Regions from separate parts of the Sus scrofa genome. Here region 1 is linked to region 2. The links are chromatin contacts, called in public HiChIP or PLAC-seq maps. All regions are on one chromosome and are shown on one strand. The core of a region is the stretch at or near the end of the contact, and the rest is flanking DNA. Distances in the headings are between cores, read along the strand shown.

What was found. HiChIP or PLAC-seq counts read pairs in DNA pulled down with a chosen protein or histone mark.
Region 1: an H3K27ac HiChIP or PLAC-seq map of skeletal muscle shows a contact between it and region 2. The contact joins the promoter of SLC11A1 here to the promoter of PNKD in region 2. A contact is called at or near these places in 1 of 5 promoter capture datasets (fetal liver), 10 of 47 Hi-C or Micro-C datasets (alveolar macrophages, embryonic fibroblasts, epiblast stem cells and 4 more) and 2 of 2 datasets of contacts at active chromatin or transcription factors (alveolar macrophages and skeletal muscle).

The regions. Positions count from the first base shown.
Region 1 is chr15:120,430,396-120,436,098 of Sscrofa11.1, reverse strand. It overlaps SLC11A1 (solute carrier family 11 member 1), which reads right to left and starts at 1,999. Exons shown (of 15, transcript NM_213821.2): 1 at 1,986-1,999; 2 at 1,329-1,462; 3 at 362-484; 4 at 1-58. The coding sequence starts at 1,992.
Region 2 is chr15:120,341,573-120,347,087 of Sscrofa11.1, reverse strand. PNKD (probable hydrolase PNKD) reads right to left here and starts at 1,547. Exons shown (of 10, transcript XM_021076195.1): 1 at 1,428-1,547; 2 at 504-672. The coding sequence starts at 1,494. It overlaps AAMP (angio-associated migratory cell protein), which reads left to right and starts at 1,637. Exons shown (of 12, transcript XM_021076200.1): 1 at 1,637-1,976; 2 at 1,979-2,062; 3 at 2,521-2,673; 4 at 3,683-3,802; 5 at 4,244-4,383; 6 at 4,638-4,782; 7 at 5,045-5,128; 8 at 5,495-5,515. The coding sequence starts at 1,943.

The sequences.
Region 1 (5,703 bases), core at 750-3,249, 89 kb before region 2:
CAGCAAGTCGCTGGCAGAGCAAACCCAACACCGTGGCCCACAGCAGCACCCAGAGCAGCTGTGAGAAGTCGGGGAGAGGCCGTCAGCCAGAGGGACCAGTCCCCAAGAAGCCCCGAGCTATTGGTACCCACTAAGTAAGGACACTCCCTGAGGAGAGAGTGGGGAAGATGGAGCGAGAAGACCCCCCCACACACACACACTCTGGTAGGGCTTCCCTGGGGACCCCTTTCTGGCCCATTTGAACAACACCTGCTCCCAGGAACACGAGCCATGTACGCCACCTTGGGGAAATGTGGCAAACTGGCGGTCTCCACCCATCTGGTCCCCCCCCCCGCCGCCCACGGTGCCCCGACTTGATCACTTTGAATCCAGCCACAGCGCCAGCCTGAAGATCCGACTGGATGTTTCCCGGGTCCAGGTAAGCAATGCTCATGAGGAAGCCGGGCCCGGTGAAGGCCCACAGCTTGCGGAGGCTGAATGTGCCCTGTGGTCGGGGTGGGGAGGACGGAGTGTGAGAGGTCCTGGGCAAAAGGGTGGGGGCAGTTGGCCTGGACCAGCTCCCCCAGCTGAGTCCCCCCACCACGCCCCACCCCCACCCCACCCTGGGCTCACTGGCCCAGGTTGGCCAGTCCTGTCCTCCATTCCCCATTCCTGGAGCTGCCAGGCCTGCGGGTGAGTGGAGCATGCAGGTGGGAAAACCTCAGGGTTTGCTGAGTCACGGCAGATCAGCTTTCTGGATGCTTCAGTGTCTGTGGCCTACATCTGACCCCACGCCAGCCCTGACTCAGGAGATCCTCAGAGCCCGAAGGGGAGCTTCCCTGGGTCAGGCTTTTGTGGCCCAGCTCCTCCTTCCCCAGCCCCTTCTCAGACCACAGGTTCTTCTCTCTGAAGTCCCCTGAGCTTAGGGTCTTCCCACCCCCATTCCAGGGCTAGGTCTGGCAGCCTGGGCATCTGCTAAAGATTCTGGCAATGCAAGGGAACACTGCCCTAGAAGCCAGCCCGCAAGTTCCACATCTCCTGATGCCTTAGTCTGCCTCCTTTCCTTCAAAGTTACAACAAATCCTCAAGGCTCCAATCTCAATGCACCCCAGGTCCCTTTCCCTTCCCAGGAAAGTTCAGATTTGTTCAAAAAGCTGCCTGGTGATTTTTAGACAAATTGTCAGCACCCCAGCCAAACACTGGGGACAGAAACAGGAAGACGGCAGTTACCACTCTCCATCTGGAAGGGACTTGCCCTGGTCTTCGGGGGACCTCCCTCCCTTGGCCAGAGAGATCCCATGGGATCCTATCCATCCTAAAAGACCCCAGGAAGTTTCCAGCATTCTCACCGGTTCTGCATTCGGGATGGGGATCTTCTCACTCAGGTAGGTCCCTCCGGGAGGTACTTGTGGTGGCCCTGGACTCGGTGAGCTGGAGATGGAGCCATATTGGGTTCTGCTCTGCTTTGGGGGGCCTGTGTCACCTGCCAGGGGCCCCAAGAGCCTTGGTGAGTGACCTGCCTGTTTCTGGTGGCAGGGCGAAAGCAAATGAAGCCCCAGCTGAATAGGAGCCCTTGATTTCTTTCTTCAGTCCATCACATCCATCCCTCGACCAGACCTTCCAGAAGATGTGTGAGAAGCAGAGCCTTCTGGATTCCTCTCCTTCCATGTGAATGCAGAGGTCCCCAGATCCTGATGGCCTCTTGCCACAGAGGATGTGGAGAGGGCATGGGCTCTGAGCAGGGAAGACTGACGCCAACGTGTGTGTCCTTTGGTCTCATCCCTGCCTCCAGCTTCCAGGGAAACCCCAGAGGTTCCAAACCCACAGAGATGAGGCAGGGGGAGGCTCTGCCCTTGGCAACGTGAAGCGCCTGACCCCAGGCTCCTGTCCAGAATTGTGGTCAAGACCAGGACTCCCACAGGGGACCTGGGGCTTCCCTTGCCCCTCCTGATGCTCTCCTCCTGCTCCAATCCAGGCTCTGTCCCTGGACAGAGGGGGCTACTCACCTGTCATGAGGACCACAGACTCAGATGCTCTCTGTGTGAGTGGTGTGCTGGGTGGCTCTCTGGTCCACCCGTCCTCTCTGGGAACCGGTGAGTGTGTGGGTCTATAGCCTTTTACGCATCTTCAGCTCAACTTGGCTGTCCTCACACATGCCCGGGGCATTGTGAAACACTTTCCAAAGGCAGAAGTGGCCAGCTCTGACGGAAGGGTCTGGGTGGCCACAGAACAGGCTTTCATTCCCCTCCTGGCGTGAGCCTCGCACCACCCTCTGGCTCCCTTCCGGGAACCCCGAGTTTTCTGCCTCCCAAGTTAGCTCTGATTTCAGACGCTTCCTGCCACTTGAGCATTCACGTCTAGATCACACGACTAACCCTCCAGCGCCACACAAACAGGCCCTTTTCCTTTTTGACCTTGGGTCCTATGGCAGCAGGTTGGCCTAATGGGTGGGAGGGAGTCCCCATGACCACCTAGGAGTGCCACAAAGGAAAAGACCTTCCAAGCCCGGCCACGGGGACATGCATTGAAGTTCCAGGCTAAGGAGGTCCTCTGAAGAAGAGGGTCCTGGAATTCTGGTCTTGCTTCTACCATGGATCCATTTGACGTTGTCACCAGATCCTGTCCTGCCTCTGAGCTTATTTCTTCTGTTAAATGAAGGGCTCAGACTAGTTAAGAGGTCACAAGTTTAGGCGTCCAAGGAGGCCAGGCAGGGAAGATAAACCATGAGACAGGTTGGGAACAGGAAAAACAGTGCTAGCTCAGTGCGGAATGATAATGATGCTGAGCCTTGGTGGTGGAGGGCAATAGGGAGTGGTGGAGACTCTAGCGAAATAAAGGTCATACCTTCTAGAGAGGGCAGTGCTCACAGAATTGCAGCCAGCTGTCATGTGGGGAATGGGGGTCCACTGTCACCACATCTTCTGATTTGCCAAGGATGCTGGAAATCTTGGAATTCGATACAACACATGCTTTTTGAACACCAGGCTCAAGTGTTTCAACAATATTGTATAATCTATGGAGTTCCCATGGTGGCTCAGTGGTTAACAAACCTGACTAGTATCCATGAGGATGCGGGTTTGATCCCTGGCCTTGCTCAGTGGGTTAAGGATCCAGTGTTGCCGTGAGCTGTGGTGTAGGTCACAGACGTGGCTTGGATCTGGTGTTGCTGTGGTTATGGTGCAGGCCAGCAGCTATAGCTTCAATTCGACCCCTAGCCTGGGAACCTCCCTATGCCATGGGTGTGGCCCTAAAAAGACTAAATAAATAAATAAAAATATTGTATAATCTAAACAAACGTTCCTATGGGCTGGATTCCACTTGAGGAATCCATCTGTCTGTAACCTCTAGACCTTTCAGCTCCCAATTTCTTCTGCTCACCAGCTGCCAGCTCCTGTGCTCCCCACACCCCCCTCCTTCACAGCCATCTCTCTGCCATGCCCACTCTTGTCCTCTATCCTGTAGCCTTTCTTTTCTGCCACGAAGATTTACAGCTCACATTGTCACGGAGTTTCCAACTCCAAAGTCTGGGACCTTAGAACCCAGAGAAAACAGGGGCAGGTTCTCATGCCCAGACTAGATCTGAGCCAGGCTGTGCCCCCTGTTGAGTCAAAAACCTGAACCAAAGTTTTGAGGACCCAGGATGTTGGGTCGGGGGTGGGGTGCAGCTCATCTCCCATCTCCTCATTGATGGGGGCGGTTGGAGGGACTGGAGAGGCAGAAATGTGGGAAGAGGGGTGAACGTGGGTGAGTGAGCAGAGAGCAGCAGCAGCATTTGTCACTGTGCGAGTCTGTGGCTCAAGGTACTGTCACCATCCCTGACCTCTAGGGTTTCTGCACCTTTGCAATCACTACCTTGGGCTCATGTGGGGGTGGCTGAAGGTGGGGGGGGCACGGGGTGGGGGGAGTTGTGATGGTTTGATTTTTTTTTTTTTTGGTCTTTTTAGGGTCACATCCCCAGCATTTGGAAGTTCCCAGGCTAGGGCTGCAGTTGCCAGCCTACACCACAGCCACAGGATCCGAGCTGCATCTGTGACTACACCAGAGTTCACAGTAATGCTGGATCCTTAACTCACTGAGTGAGGCCAGGGATCGAACCCTCATCCTCATGGATACTAGTCAGATTGATTGTATCTACTTGACTGGGCCATGGGGTTCCTGGTTATTCTGAGTGTGTCTGTGAGGGTGCTTTTAGGAGGAGGTTAATATTTGAATGGAACAACAGTAAAGCAGATTTTTCTCCTTAATGTGAGTGAACTTCATCCAACCCACTGAAGATCTCAAGACAGGAAAATGCTGAGGAAGGGAGAATCTCTCCCTGCTGATTGTCTTTGAACTGGACATAGGTCTTCTGTCTTCACACTTGGCTTGGACTGGAATTTATATCATTAGCTCTTCTGGGGCTCCAGCTTGCAAATCTTGGGACTTCTCAAAGTCTTGGGGTTTCTATACTTGCATGAGTCAATTCCTATCCAGCTATCCTTTTATCATCTATCTATTTATTATCTATCTTTTCTTTTTTCTTTTTCTTTCTCTCTCTCTCTCTTTTTTTTTTTTTTTTTTTTGTCTTTTTAGGGCCACGCCCACAGCATGTGTAAGTTCCCAGGTTAGGGGTTGAATCGGAGCTGCAGCTGCCAGCCTGTACCACAGTCACAGCAACGCAAGATCCAAGCCATGTCCGGGACCTACCCCACAGCTCACCGCAACGCCAGATCCTTAACCCATTGAACGAGGCCAGGGATCAAACCTGCATTCTCACGGATACTAGTCAAGTTTGTTTCTGCTGAGCCACAACGGGAGCTCCTATCTATCTTTTCTATTGGTTCTGTTTCGCTGGAGGGCTCTGAGACAGGGTCTTCCTCTTTGCACCTTTGGGGGGCCTTTGCTGTAGTTAGGAACATGGTGAGTGTAATGGATTAATAATTACTCAGTACCCTACACAACCTCTAACTTACAGAAGAGACAGTAGGTATAATGACTAAGAGCAGAGTGTCCATGAGCTGGAGCTCCAGAAATCTGCATAGTTGCATTTGTAAATGGGGTTCCAAAATGCTGGTCACAGGAGTTCCTGTTGTGACTCAGTGGTTAAACGAATCCGACTAGGAACCGTGAGGTTGCAGGCTCAATCCCTGGCCTTGCTCAGTGGGTTAAGGATCCAACATTGCCGTGAGCTGTGGTGCAGGTTCCAGACGCGGCTCAGATCCTGCGTTGCTGTGGCTCTGGTGTAGCCCGGCGGCTAGAGCTTCGATTTGACCCCTAGCCTGGGAACCTCCATATGCTGCGGGAGTGGCCCAAGAAATGGCAAAAAAAAAAAAAAAAAAAAAAAAAAAAAAATGCTGGTCACTGTCAGTTCTTCCAAGTGCATTTTCTGTTACAAACATCGATGCTGGTGGTGGTTTCATTCTCAGTCTTACCCACCAAAGGCTTTGGATACAGCGTAGCTCAAACAGGGGCCATTCATGATGATTAAGTAACAGAGGACAATTCTGATGCAATATACCATCAAATAAAATGGGGAAACCATCAACCTAAACAAGAACGGGTTTTATCAGGGATGCTCATGTTGGGGGAACAGCATATTTAACCAAAGGATGGGAGAAGCACGATGGAGATTTAGAAGGTCATATCTGCACCTTCCCAGGGCATTATCAGCCCTGGTTTTTGATTTTCTTGTCAGGTATGTATCACTCTTCTTGTAGGGCTCCATCAATCTACGTATATAGCACT
Region 2 (5,515 bases), core at 298-2,797:
ACACTTATTTTGGAAAGACTAAAACATTACACTGTAAAGTATTGGCACACCTCAGGTGCTGGAAAAAATGTTAATTTCCCCCTCCTTTTCTTTTAACATTAGTCAATAATACGTACTAAAATCAGCGTCAGATCCAAATAACAATGCACTGAACACCTTGTAGGTGCTGCTACTATACAACTAACATAATCTCGTGGGAGTTCGATTTTCTCAAAGAGCTCAACTGGCTCTCACCCCAAGCTCCCCAAAGAGAGGATGAGGCCAGGGACCCAAATCTCAATCAAATTAGCTCAATTTACGCCACACAAAACCTACTTGTCTCTCCAATTCCACATACTTTCCCACCTCCCCTGCCCCAGTCCTCTGAGAGGCCCATGCTCACATCCAGCAATTCTGTCTCCACAACCTTGGATTCAGCTCACCACCTGAAACTTGGAGAAGTTTCTGGGTCCCACCCTCCCCTGGTGCCACTCCCCATTGGTGGGCAAAGGGTTAAAACTCACCAGGCTAGTCCCACAGCTTTCATGGGGTTCTTGCCCCTCTTTCTGGGAATGTATTCCAGCTCAGGGGGTAGGGGTTCAGGCTCCTCCTTGCACTCTGGGGAGCTCTGGCTTTGCAGTGCCCGGGTCCTGTTCTGGGAAGCCTTGTTAGCTGTGGCTCCTGAGAGAATCCCTGTGGATGGAGGCAAGGAAAGTCAGTGAGAGAGGATGAGAAGGAATCCCGGGGAGGAGTGGTTGTGATCTGAGGAAGGGGAGTGACTGCGGTCTGGAGTAACAAGTGCCAGGGAGAGTCCAGAGGGAAATGGGAAAATTGCCATCGAGGTGGCACCTTTGAAAGCCACTTCCACGTCACTGCGGGCTCATCACCCCGGTGCCAGGAGAGCGAGCTTCGCTGTTCTTCATTTCAGACGGCAGGATGTGAAGGACTGCAGTGGGGCTCACAAGAGGCGTATGAAGGAAATCCGAGAAAAGGTTTCCAAACTGCAGAATGTTAGTACTGGAAGGGAGCGTAAAGGTAGTCTACTCCATCCCCTCATTTTATAGAAGAGGAAACTGACGCCCCGAGAGACGAACTGCTTCGCCCAAGGTCAAACTGCTAATTATCCGTGGCTAGAACCCAAGCCTTCAGAAGCCCAGGGCTCTTTCCTCTGCACTGCGGTGAGTGTGAAACATCTAGAACGCGGGAGTCTAGAAGGCTTCCTCGGGGCTCCCTTTCGCTCCAAGACTCCAGAGTTACGGTGTAACCGGAAGGCTGAGGGGATGGAGTGGGTGACCTCTAGACAGCATCTTTTAGCCCCCTGACTCTTTAAGATCCTGCAGAGGGGTGCAGGCAGCAAACAACACCCTGACCTTCCGCTATCACTGAGCGAGATGTGAAAAAAAAGGGATCCCCTGCAGTCCTACCCTCCCCAGGGTCCCTCTCCTTACCCCGGAGGACGCGGGCATTTCTCGCCCCCCGGCCCTTCAGCGCCGTAGCAGCTACCACCGCCGCCATGTTCAGATCCCACCCCCCTTCACCGCGCTCCCCGCCGGGAATTGTAGTTTGCGTAAGGGGCCTCCCCCGCTCCTTCCGTCTGTCCTACAGATCAGAAACTACATTTCCCAGAAGCCTGCGGAGCGGACCCAGGAGAACTACTCTTCCCAGGAGACCCCGGAGGCGCGCACGCTCGCTTGTTTCTCTCCTGTTGGGGGCGGAGTCAGGCCGGGCGGAGTTTGGGTTCCCCCGACCACGCCCCGGGCTCTTCTCCCAACTCTGCCCTGTGATTGGTGGTTCAGCGAGTCCACCCCCTTCGCTATTGGTCGAGAGGCCGTCGCTCTCTCTGCCGGGTGGTCGCCTACTCCTACTTCCTCCCGGGAGGAGGGGCTCGAGTTCCGCGTCGTCGCGCAGAGCTGACTCTGGGAGGCGTTTGGGCCCAGAGAAGTGGATCCGCCGCTTGCGCCGCATGGAGTCTGAATCGGAAAGCGGGGCTGCCGCTGACACCCCCCACTGGAGACCCTAAGCTTCCATGGTGATGAAGAGATTATCGAGGTGGTAGAACTGGATCCCGGTCCGCCGGACCCGGGTGAGAGCTGCTGATCCTCAGGCCATGGGACAGGAGGCGCTCACCCCTGGCCTTTGACCCTTGCTTCCCCTCCCTCCCCTTCTCCCCCCACCCCACCGGTCAGTCCCACTGACCTCCTTCGCCCTTCCTCTCTCCCCCAACCCCACACTTAGTTCTCAGGCCTGGCCGGGGTGGGGGTTCCCCTGACGCCTCCTCTGGCCCTTCCCCTCACACACCCCCTTCCCATCATCCCCTCGGTCCTCCCTTCCCACACGGTCGCTGGCCAACCCCAGGTCCTCAGACCTCTCCTGTCCTCCGTCCCACACGCCCCCCCTCCTCCCTGCCGCCTCTTCACCCCTTCTGTCTGACCTCACCTTGCTCTCTTGCCACATGACCCACCCCAGCCTCGGGCCTCCCCACGCTTCGCATCCCACTTACCGCCTGTCGAGCCTCGTCTTTTAACCCTCTCCCCAAAGCAGACGACCTGGCTCAGGAGATGGAAGATGTGGACTTTGAGGAAGAGGAAGAAGAAGAGGGCAATGAGGAGGGCTGGGTTCTGGAACCCCAGGAAGGGGTGGTCGGCAGCATGGAGGGCCCAGACGATAGCGAGGTCACCTTTGCATTGCACTCAGGTAGGTGCCTGAGGAGGTCCGTCATAAACTCGGTCCAGGTGGGCACTTGAGCATCAGGCGTCCCCTGTGTAGGGCACGTTATGAGGGACACAGAGGTGGGAAAATGCTGGCCCTGCCCTGGAGGAGCTCACGGGTAGGGGGGCAGTGCGATGGCATGGAGGAGAGCTTGGCTCTTGGAGTCAGTTGAGACACTTGGGTTCAAATCCTATCCCTGTTGCTTGCCTGTGTATGATCTTTATCAACACCGCTGCGTTTTAGTTTCTTTTTTCGACAGTTGTCATTGGTGAAAGTTACTTTAGTGTGAATTAGAGGTAATAGTACCTTTTGGAGCATGTTTTTGGTAGTCCTCTTAAAACATTAGCTCTCTCTTTTTTTTTTTTTTTTTTTTTTTTTTTTTGCTTCTTAGGGCCTTGTCCACGGCATAGGGAAGTTCCAAGGCCAGGGGTCGAATCGGAGCTGTAGCCTCCGTCCTACCCCGCAGCCACAGCAACGTGGGATCTGAGCTGTGTTGCGATCTACATCACAGCTCATGGCAACTCTGGATCCTTAACCCACTGAGCAAGGCCAAGGATCAAACCTTCAACCTCATGGATACTAATTGGGTTTGTTAACCATGGAGCCACGATGGGAACCTCAACACTAGGGGGTTCTCAGTGAGGAATTGGTGACACAGTGCCCTCCTCACGCAGTCCCTAGCTTGGTGGCATCCCATGCTGAGAAATGTAAGCCCAGGACACGTACCCTCCTCTTGTCCATGGCCTCAGTGTGGGGTGGTCAAGGGAGCAGAGGAGGGTTCTGCCCTGGAGGACTGGCAAGTTTGGCAAGCTTGGGGAGGGATTTCTCCAACAACCTGAGGCCTGAAGCTGAGAAGAACTTGGAGGCACCCTTCTTTTCCAGGAGGAAAGACGTGTTGCTCTGGGTGGAAGGGGGTGGCTTCCCAAAGGTCCCAGAGGACAGAACCCTAGGTGGGAGTCCAGTCCCCTTACTCATGGAGTATCTCTTGGGACAGCATCTGTGTTTTGCGTGAGCCTGGACCCCAAGACCAACACCTTGGCAGTGACAGGGGGCGAGGATGACAAAGCCTTCGTGTGGCGGCTCAGCGATGGGGAACTGCTCTTTGAGTGTGCAGGTGCGGGGGTTCGGGGGAGGGGCTTAGGGGGCTGGCCCGCTGCCGTTGTGCATCCAGCAGCCATTTGTTGATCTCCATTTGGCCCAAGGGCCCCAAAGAACAGAGCCCTGTGGGTCTAGGAGAGGGAGGCACAGATGGGCCAAGGGAGTCTAGGAGGAGGCGACACTGGTGAAGGCGTATTGGGCCAGAAAGGAGTGGGTGCGTGTTTCGGGTGGAGATGTGGAATGGACAGAATGGGGAACACGCAGGCCTGTTTGAGTGGGAGACCGGGGAGTGCTGGCTCCTAAAGCAGCTGTGTGTTTGGTTACCGGTTCAGCTGGGACCCATCCTTTTTTTTTTTTTAAATCCCAGTTGGTCCCTTCTGGGGGCCAGATGCCTGGGTCCCGTGTCTCTGGCACCAGACCCTGACGTTCTCTTCTCTCTGCTCACTCTTCCCTGCAGGCCATAAAGACTCTGTGACTTGTGCCGGTTTCAGCCACGACTCTACCCTTGTGGCCACAGGGGACATGAGTGGCCTCTTGAAAGTATGGCAGGTGGACACCAAGGAGGAGGTCTGGTCTTTTGAAGCGGGAGATCTGGAGGTGAGATCTTCAGAGTGGGATTCCGCTCCGTGGGGCCGGGGGCGGGGGTGAGAGCTTGGGGAGTCCCGGCTGCCTTGAGCCGGCTCGGCCAGCTCTGAGCCAGGGCGCTCCCGATGTACAGCAGGAGTGCCAGGCCTGCTCCCTGGGGCATCCTTGCTGACTCTGAGCAGGGAAAGCTCAGTGCGGCTCCGGGGGCCCACTTGTAGGTGAGATAGCATGCGGGGCCTCCTTGCTGAACCCTTCTTTCTGCCCAGTGGATGGAGTGGCACCCGCGGGCACCTGTCCTGCTGGCGGGCACGGCTGACGGCAACACCTGGATGTGGAAGGTCCCGAATGGTGACTGCAAGACCTTCCAGGGCCCCAACTGCCCAGCCACCTGTGGCCGAGTCCTCCCTGATGGTGAGAGCAGCTCTCCTGAGCGAAGAGGGGAAGGTCCCTGCCGCACGCTTCCCTGGCTCCCTCCTGGGCCACCTCTGGCACCCTGCAGGCTGCCCTTAGGAGCCCTGGCTTCCAGGGCCCAGAGCAGACAGCTCCCCTCTTCCCATCTTGGGGCCATGTCTGTCCCCTGCCCCCTTTGTTGTTACCCCACCCCTATTGCCTTGCCTGATGGGTCTGAGTGTATTGTCTGCCCTTCTCTCCATCTGCATCTCTGGCCCTTTAGGGAAGCGAGCTGTGGTCGGCTATGAAGACGGCACCATCAGGATTTGGGACCTGAAGCAAGGAAACGCGATATATGTACTAAAAGGTATTGGGTTTGGAGTTGCTGTCGTGGCTCAGCAGTAACAAACCTGGCTAGAATCCACGAGGACGCGAATTCGATCCCTGGCCTTGTTCAGTGGGTTAAGGATCCAGTATTGCTGTGAGCTGTGATGTAGGTCGCGGACACAGCTCTGATCCTTTGTTGCCATGGCTGTGGTGTAGGCCTGAAGCTACAGCTGCAATTGGACCCCTAGCCTGGGAACTTCCATATGCCATGGGTGTGGCCCTGAAAAGACAAAAAATAAATAAATAAGGGTCTCTGGTGGGGGAAGTGTTAACCTAGGCTTTTGTGGGGAAGAGGCTGAGACCTGGGACAGGGTGAAGTCTGACTTGTCCCCCTGCTTCATCTTAGGGACTGAGGGTCACCAGGGCC